Regions from separate parts of the Mus musculus genome. Here region 2 is linked to region 1. The links are chromatin contacts, called in public promoter capture Hi-C maps. All regions are on one chromosome and are shown on one strand. The core of a region is the stretch at or near the end of the contact, and the rest is flanking DNA. Distances in the headings are between cores, read along the strand shown.

Evidence for each region. Capture Hi-C pulls out chosen DNA fragments and counts their contacts.
Region 2: a promoter capture Hi-C map of adipose tissue shows a contact between it and region 1. The contact joins the promoter of 1700007J10Rik here to the promoter of Nlrp3 in region 1. A contact is called at or near these places in 16 of 39 promoter capture datasets (3T3-L1-derived adipocytes, the C10 cell line, the HPC-7 cell line and 8 more), 5 of 15 datasets of contacts at CTCF or cohesin (the NIH/3T3 cell line, embryonic stem cells, large pre-B cells and 1 more), 61 of 484 Hi-C or Micro-C datasets (3T3-L1-derived adipocytes, the AML12 cell line, B cells and 36 more), 7 of 115 datasets of contacts at active chromatin or transcription factors (T-cell acute lymphoblastic leukemia, astrocytes, bone marrow-derived dendritic cells and 3 more) and 3 of 9 other capture datasets (adipose tissue, liver and pancreatic islet).

Annotation. Positions count from the first base shown.
Region 1 is chr11:59,540,257-59,544,616 of GRCm38.p6, forward strand. It overlaps Nlrp3 (NLR family, pyrin domain containing 3), which reads left to right and starts at 2,430. Exons shown (of 10, transcript NM_145827.4): 1 at 2,430-2,611; 2 at 2,813-3,133. The coding sequence starts at 2,857.
Region 2 is chr11:59,737,933-59,742,292 of GRCm38.p6, forward strand. 1700007J10Rik (RIKEN cDNA 1700007J10 gene) reads right to left here and starts at 2,222. Exons shown (of 6, transcript NR_045476.1): 1 at 2,106-2,222. Mprip (myosin phosphatase Rho interacting protein) reads left to right here. Exons shown (of 24, transcript NM_001368931.1): 8 at 3,188-3,329; 9 at 4,059-4,166.

The sequences.
Region 1 (4,360 bases), core at 1,180-3,679:
TGCTATTATCTGAGGACTGGTGACGTTGAACACACACTCCTGTGGGCTTTTGACTTCCTTTTTTGAGTGGTGTTTGCTCATCCTCCTATGATGGAGTTGAATGAGAGTCTTGCATATTTTTGCTATTAACTGCTTATCTAACCTGTGGTTTACAAATGTCTTCTTCAAGGTCATTAGTGGCTTCTTTGAGCCACTCTTGTGTCCTCAGAGCTTTTGAGTTCGATTGATTGGTCTTGGTAGCTTATTTTGCCTCTTGCTGTGTTGCTTTTTGGGAGATGCCTAAAAACCTTCACTACTGTATCAACAGGCTTTCCCTGTCTTCTAGGCTTTTGGGGCTTCAGATCTGCTTAGGCCTTTAGCACTCTGAGTGGATTTAAATGTGGTGTGAGATCAGATAGTTTTATTCTTCAGCATGTAACTATCCAGATTTCTGGAGACCAACCTAGTAATGCTTTTTGCGTTTTGCAGTACTTGGGACCCAGTCGTTGGGCATACCCAGGGTCTTGGGCACGCTCAGTAAGGCAGGGGGCTCCTGTCTTCCTGAGTCTGGCTGGTCTGCTTCTCTTCAGCCTTAGCATTTGCATTCCTGTTGCTTCTGTCCCTGAATCAGCAGAGTCTCTGCCCTTTCACCTGTAGAGTAGCATGAGGAGCTGCCTCATTCAGGACACTGAGAGAGTACCTCTTGCTCAGAGTTGGTTGGAGTCTCTGCCATGGTCAGACAGTGGTTCTACAGTGACCAAGGGTGGCAGAGAAGCAGGTCTGAGCGGCCATCAGTTCCCTTGTCCTTCGGGGTGTAAAGAAAGCCAAGCACTTTGGCTTTTTCCTGGGACACAGCCACCTCAGCCTGACAGGTGAGACCAAAAGTCATGGAGTAAGACTTATGCTTTTAAAACTAACAGGAGATGGAGAACACTTGGAGCTGCGTGCTGACCACCTCCATGCCAGGAGAAAGAAATTAGAATCTAGGGTTTCAAAGCCTGATTCTGTCCTCAGCTCTCCACACACTGGTTCTGCTTGCCACTGCTTATGTCCCCCTCTCTGGGATCCTAGGCCTCACTGAGCTGCTCGCTGCCTGTGCTGAGCCCTGAGGTTTCACTTTTTCCCATTGTTTCTAAAGGCTTCTGCAGGGAACCCCCGGGAATTCTGGTCTGCAGCTTAGGCTTACACTCAGAACTCTATTGCTTGGGTTTGGAAAATCCATCCAGATGAGTAACTGCCAATCCGTCTTTGACAGTGATGCAAGCTTGTTCACGTCTTGAAGCCACATCCTTCCTGTCTCCAGTGTCACAGTGACCCCTATATATTTATCTCATTTCCCCTTTATTTGTACCCAAGGCTGCTATCTGGGTGAGTACAATGTCATGGAGCAGAGTGGATAAAAGGTCCAGGGTATTTTTAATGGCATGATTTATCTTAGTCAATAGACAAGGAATTTCTTTTAGACTCATCTAACATTAAGGTATTTCTGGGATGTTCTGTTTGCTGTTACGTGGTTCATGCATGTTAGGGAGGTGTGTGTGCGCGTGAGCGCTCACAGAAGAAGCAATTATAGCTCCCTAGGACTTAAACAGCATCTACTCAGGGTGGCAGAGGGTGGACTGCCTGTGAGGGGGGGAATGTGCTGGAAGCCCAGGGGGCAGCTAATGTAAAGAGCAAATCTGTTGTGGCAGGTCTTAGCAGCAGGGGGCAGAGGGCTGAGAACTCCTGGGAAAGACTAGGAACTGAGGGGTCAAAAGTCTAGGAGGATCTGTGGAGCTGGGGCAGCAGTCAGCAAGAACACTAGAGATGACAGAAAGATGTGAGGTGCGGCAGGAGACAGGGAGAGGAGATGCAAGAGTGGACACGAGACAGGTACATCGAGCTTGGGGCACCTTCAATGTCATCTTGCTGTCACATGAATATCAATTCGGAGGCCATCACCACCTTTCAGGCACTTTCCTCTACCATCTATGGCTTCAGTCTGAGAAAGCCACTTAGTGTCTCTACCACTCAGCAGAAGGAACCTACACACCTCAGTGGAGAAACTAGATGAGAAGAGTAAAAAGAATCAGGGCAGCATCTAGGCCCAGAGTTCTGACTAAATGTGAATCACGATGCTCGTTATAGATGTGAGATGTTAAAGAGCCGTTAAAGCGATGTACGCATGTAGTCTTCCTCTTTATATGCACACAATTCCACCTGATCGGGTTCTGTCTGTCAGTGGGAAATAGAGGAACACTGAAGGGTTAGCTGTCAGCCCGTCTGGGCTGTGAGTCCTCACCTTGGTGCTCTGGGGTTATTATAGCTTATTTTCTCCTGGCTTCCTCCTTCCTTTGAAAATAAAAGCAAGAAACCAGGGCTTTCCATTAAAAGAAATCGGGAAGCAATCTCTTCTGCTTTCTCAGTGTCTGAAGGAGGAAGCTGAGGTTGAGAAACAGTGAAGGCTGTGCCCAGGTCCTAGCCTCGTCACCATGGGTTCTGGTCAGACACGAGTCCTGGTGACTTTGTATATGCGTGTTCTCTGTATACCACATCTGATTGTGTTAATGGCTTTCTTATTTTTATCTCTACAGAGGAACTTTTCTTCCATGGCTCAGGACATACGTCTGGATCAAGCTAAGAGAACTTTCTGGTAAACATTTGGCTTACTCAGTTCTTACTAAGTCAGAGATGGTGATTCATTAAAAACCTGTACCAATCTATGGGGTACCCTTAGAGGTTTCAATATTAGCATCTAGTTTCCTGTGTTTCTGATAACTTCGTTTTCTGGAAGTGGAGACTTTTAATACCATTCTTCTTTACTCCCATGGGGTTTTCATTCCTGCACTGCCAGTGTGGACCTAAGCCCCGAGACCCTCGAAAGGGCTGCTGCTGAAGATGACGAGTGTCCGTTGCAAGCTGGCTCAGTATCTAGAGGACCTTGAAGATGTGGACCTCAAGAAATTCAAAATGCATTTGGAAGATTACCCGCCCGAGAAAGGCTGTATCCCAGTCCCCAGGGGCCAGATGGAGAAGGCAGATCACTTGGATCTAGCCACACTCATGATTGACTTCAATGGCGAGGAGAAGGCCTGGGCCATGGCTGTGTGGATCTTTGCTGCGATCAACAGGCGAGACCTCTGGGAAAAAGCTAAGAAGGACCAGCCAGAGTGGAGTGAGTAAACAGAAGGGTTTTTGGTTTTGTTTGTTTGTTTGTTTGTTTCTTACAGTAAGGTACACGTGACATAAAAGGTGGAATTTTAGTAATTTTACATATATGGCTTAGCAACAAGAAAACATATGGTTGTGCAACCAACTTCTCATCTTGCACAACTGAAGCTCCCAACACACTAGATGATAAGTCCCCATTACCTAACCCCATCTCCTAGCAACCACCGCTGTTTTCTGTCCCTGTGAACTTTACCTCTATGGATTCCTCGTGCAGGTAGATTCATGGAGGGCTTGTTTCTTTTGGCTGGCTTACTTCACTTAGCATAATGTGTTCAGGTACATCAGAATTTCCTTCTTAAAAAAGGTTAATGTTGAATATTCATGTGTGTCTATTACATTGTGCTTGTCTCATCTGTGCATATCCATTTGCTATGGATAACTATGTCTATTCAACATCTTCAGTTCTCTGGTTTTGAGTTCGAGTCTCAAGTATCCCAGGCTGGCTCCAAACACAGAATCCTCTTTTCTCTGACCATGGGTTTTCCTTCTCTCCTGCAGGGGTACGGGAGGGTGAGGGTCAGAGGGAGGGGAGCAGTGTGGTTTTCTTAATTCTGTAAAAACTCCGGTCTCAGTCTTCACTCACTCGCAGGTGACTGTTGTGGCTGGTTCCAACCTCGTGAGTTGGCTCAGTGCTGAGGTCCTCCTCTGGTTCCCCAACCAGCTCATAGCAGATGCTCGTCTGCTCTAAACCAGGGAAGCAGCAGAAGGGATTTGGAATAAACCAGGGAAGTCCCAGGCAGAAGATGCTGAGTGGGAGCTGCGGAAGGAAGTAGTCACCGGAGATAAGGATGCTGGGGTGGTGTGACTCAGCAGTAGAGCACCTCCCTGTTATGCACAGGGATCTGGGTTCCACTGGGCCAGTTGGAGATGATGATGAGGGGTGTGGCAAGGCAATGGCAATCCGGGAGAAGGAGACGGAGCTAGGTGGCAATCCAATTGCACATCACAATGCAGCCGTAATTGTTCCTGACCTGAGAATGTGTACAACAGGAGTGAAGTCTCAGCAATACAAGTCCTGACTGAGCAATTTTAGATTTTGTTTTTCAAATTAAAGCATTAAACGTTTTTAGCTATTTATGTTGTGTGCCTGTATGTGTGTGCTACGGCACCTATGTGGAGGTTAGAGGACAATATGCAGGGGTTGATTCTTTTTACCATGTAGGCCTTGGGG
Region 2 (4,360 bases), core at 972-3,471, 200 kb after region 1:
TGAGGGGGCAGCATAGATCCTTCCCACCAAGATGCAAGAGGCAGCCAGAAAAGCTGCTGTGTGTCTCAGCTGCCACTTTTATAAAACCTCTGGGTTTTGCTGAAAGGCTTCCCACCAGTGGCAGAGATAGAGTACTTACTGCTGGAAAGATAAGGCCCTACCTGCTTTTCTTTTGCCCCAAAGTACCAAGCTTGAGGACTAGGGAATGTTCTACCCGTGAGTCCCCCTCTGATTCTCTACCATATCTCTGAGCTGTGTTTTGTGTCCAGGCCAGGTTTCTTGCTTAACACCAGACAGGTTTCTAAAGATCCATGGCTGCCCCCAGGAGAGTTTAAAAGCACATCTGTGTGCTTTGCTGTGGGTGGGAGCACTGCTTTCATTAGCTTTACAAAGAAGTCCTCTATTCAGAAAGGCAACTCCAGAAATATCTGCAGTGTCTTCCCTGCCCTGAGTGCAGGCTGAAGTTCAGTCAGGTGTTGAGGGCAGGATGAGATTAGGGAGGACTTTCTCTTGTCCCCTTTTCTCAACTCAGTTAGTTGACACCCAACCCAGCTTGTTTCAAATGGCCTATGGACCCTCAGGAAGACAGTGGACACTAAGTGCTCCCTGGTATTCCATATAATCGTCAATCTTCACAGTCCAACAGTGGCTCAGGAAAGCACCTGTTACTCTTACCCTTGCTTCAAGGATGTGAAAACTTGGGTGACCCCCATCCCTCATGGTGAATAACAGCTAGTGGGTGGGCCTTCAGCAGGAAGTCTCTGATTCTATGATAGGAACCAGCATCAGAGCTCCTGATGTCCTTCTAAAGCATGTGGGTAGCAGAAATGAAAGGTCTTGTTAACCATTAAGGAGGCCTTCAGGGTGGGCAGGGGCAGGTTTGCGCTGGCTGCTGAGCAGGCTAATTCTGATGGTTCCAAAATGGGGTCAACTATGCTTTACGTTTAGTGGCAGGCCAGAGTTAACATTTTGCCCACCTGCTTGGCTAGGCTCCTTGTCAGAGATGTTAATTTTGAATGCATTCTTGTCTACCTGCCTGAGATAGATGCAGTCTCTAGGCTTTGTTCTTGCATGTTCTTCACCACTATGGGGATGATTCTCAGCTGGTGTTGGTGCCTGGACTACTTCTGCACATTAACCCTGTAACTATCCCTTCCTGAATGATCTTGCTGGTTGGTGTTGCTCTTTGAGGACTGCTATCTGAGGCCCAAGTAGTCCACCTGGTGCTGGACTGGATCCTGGTCTCTGATAAGTTAGAGTGACAAGATGCCAGTTACTTTGCATTGAGTTACTGTAGCCAAGACAGACCTGCCACACAGTAAGGAAGTTGAAAACCTCAGGGTTACTTTTGGAAAACTTCAGTAAGCCAGTAAGCAACCCTACCTGAGTACCAGCAGCCCTGAGCTTGGAATTTGCTCTTGAGACTTCTGAGCCTTTGAAGGAGTTCTTATAGGAGGTTCTTAGACCTGTGTCTGCTAAGTGTGGAGATCCTTATAACACTTTTAGTGACTAACAGAAAGCTAATGGAACTCTGACCTCTCCACCTTGTCAGAGTAGCTTGAGTGAAGCTACTCTGTCACCTCTATTGTTTCAGAAACACCAACTTAGCCACAGAGAACTAGCTATATGCAGAGGTTGCCCAAGCTCCTGGTCTCATCATGTCTTGGCAGCATCTCTGTCAAGCAGCTATAGCAAGTCCCCCCAAGCAAGTAGTTTCTCATGCTAACTACTCTGCTTGGAACCCTATAAACCTATATTCCATGGTGCCAGTCTGGCCTGGCACAGCCCTCCTACTATCCTGGGGCCTTGAAGTACTCTAGCCAGATACAGTGCTCTCAGCCCGAGAAGAAACAGCGGCCCTGGGATGGTGGTGTCCAGCTCTTCTGCAGCAGTCTAGCTATACAGGACACCTTGGCTGCACTTAAAAGATTTTCCTCTACCTGGCAGCCAGCAGCTGCTTAGCTCACTGCTTTCCCAGCCAGTCTCCTCACCTCAGCCTCTATAGGCACAGCAAGCTAACCCAGCACCAGTCTTCTAACGACCCCGAGTATGGAGGCAGAACACACACAAGCCCTCCTGAGCCCTGGCTGCCTTTGCCCTCTTACCTCCCTTGAGGAAAGGAACTGTTAAGGAAGATTTGTAGTGACCTCTGAAAAGAGAGGTTCCTGGGTTCTAGGCCATGACTTCCTCTTGCCTATTAGAGATTTTAACTTTCTGAAAGGGACCTTTATCACTTCCTCTCAGCTCCACACCACTGGTTCAGAATGCATGCCACGCCCACGCTCATTGTGAGGGAGTAGGCTGTCCCTAGGAGAGCAGGCCTTAGGTTTGGTGAGAAGAGACCATCCTCCCAGCAGGTTGAAATCAGCTCTCAGAGCCCAGGTAGGCAGCCCAAGTCTTCTGCCTAATCCCTCAAGGGGACTCCTTAGGCTATGTGGTAATTATGGGTTTCCTCTCTTCAGCCATTACCTTGGGGTTTGCTGCTTTAAATCTTAGATAACTTTGATTTATCATGATTTGAATTTTAAAAGCAGTCTTTTTCTGTTCATTCATTTCCCAGCCTTATTTTCTTTCAGGTCTTGCCCTCTCCACCCTCTGCTGTGTTCGCGCCTCCTCCACCTGCTTCGCTTCCATCTCAGCTCCGTCGTCCCAGCCACAGACCGCCTGACAAGGCCGCTGGCCTTTCACATGAAATCAACTGCTTTGTTTTATTTTGATTTTGATTCCTTTTAATGTTAGCAGAAACTGTTAATTCATGGGCTTTTATCTTGCTAAATTTTGAACACCCTACTGTGGGGTGCATTATAACTAGAGGGTGCAATGTTTGCGGAGGTGGTGGTTGTCCTTCATTGTATCTGACTCAGGGAGGTTACCAAGGTGTACCAAGCTGTATGAGTCCAATGTTGGAGCAGGGCCAGTGCAGGCCCAGTGTGGAAAGGTTCTATGGCTGTTCCAGCCCAGCGTGAATGGGGGAAAGTGGAGCTCAAGTAGACTGAATCTGTGCCCTAAGTCCTATCAGTACTGTGTAAGCAGTGCCTCACTTGTTTAACAGAAAGGCTAACACTGGAGCCCAGTGAGGTAGGCCAGGTGTGCAAGCTGACTACAGGAGCCCCTACTGGACTTGAGACGAAGTCCACCTTGGGAACGGGGAGACTCGAGTTCAGCAGCTTCATGTCCTCTTTTGTAGGAGGTCCCAGGTAATTGAGAAATTTGAGGCCTTGGACATTGAAAAAGCAGAGCACATGGAAACCAACATGCTGATTCTGACCACTCCATCAAGTGACACTCGTCAGGGCCGCAGTGAGAGACGGGCCATCCCTAGAAAGCGGGTGAGCTCCAGTGTGGGGCCAAGTGGGGCCTTTGGCAGCATGGCTTGGGTCTGGGGAACACAGTGCCGTACATGTTCTGAGTCCCATACATACCAGGGACATGTTTCTTCTGGGCCTCTACTCTGTTCCTTTCCAGTTAGCCTCTTGAGCATCAGCCTGTCTTCCACATCTCCCTCCTACAGCGTTAGCCTTCTGTGCCACAAGGTGCTTCAATGAGTTTTAGATCCCAGTTGTAACTAGCACAATTTCTTCCCACTGAGGCCACCCAGGAACAAAGCCGAATATGATACCTTTTTCCTTCTTTTGTTTTTGGAGTGGCAAGCTGTACCCTCGTTTCTCTGCTTAGCCTACAAGGTCCATCAGACCTCAGCCGTCCTCCTCCTCCTCCTCCTCCCAGATTCCTCCAGCCTTTTGCCCACCTGCCTCTTCTGTGGCCTGCTGTACCCAAGATCTTCTTTCCAGTTTCTTTGTTGCTCACGAGGTGCCTGCTGTCTGTCTTCTGTAACCTGAGAAGCTGCAAAATTGGGTGGGACCAGTGATAACCAGGCATCCAAAGAAAAGGCTGCTCTACTGACCAAAGCATGCCAGGACATGGGTCATCCCAGAACCTGCTGTGGGGCCTAGACAGCACTGCCCCACTCAAGGAGGGATGAACTACCCAACTTGTTGTCCCCATGCGTGCCCAGGCTGCCTTGAGCTGTACTGATGGGTGGCTGCTCTCTGCCACAGGACTTTGCCAGCGAAGCCCCCACAGCTCCTCTCTCAGATGCTTGTCCCCTGTCTCCACACCGAAGAGCCAAGTCATTGGACAGGAGGTCCACAGAATCCTCCATGACGGTGAGCCCAGGCCACGTGCCAAGTTCTCTGGAGATCTGTGCCACTACCACTGCTGCTTCTGGCCACTCTGGGCTCTGTCCATTTATGTCTTTATGTCCACACTGGCCCTCCCTCTGTACCACCCTTATGCCTGTGAGTGCCCCACCCACTGGTCTGCAACCCATTGGCAACTGACCATTCTTCCCTCTCCTGGG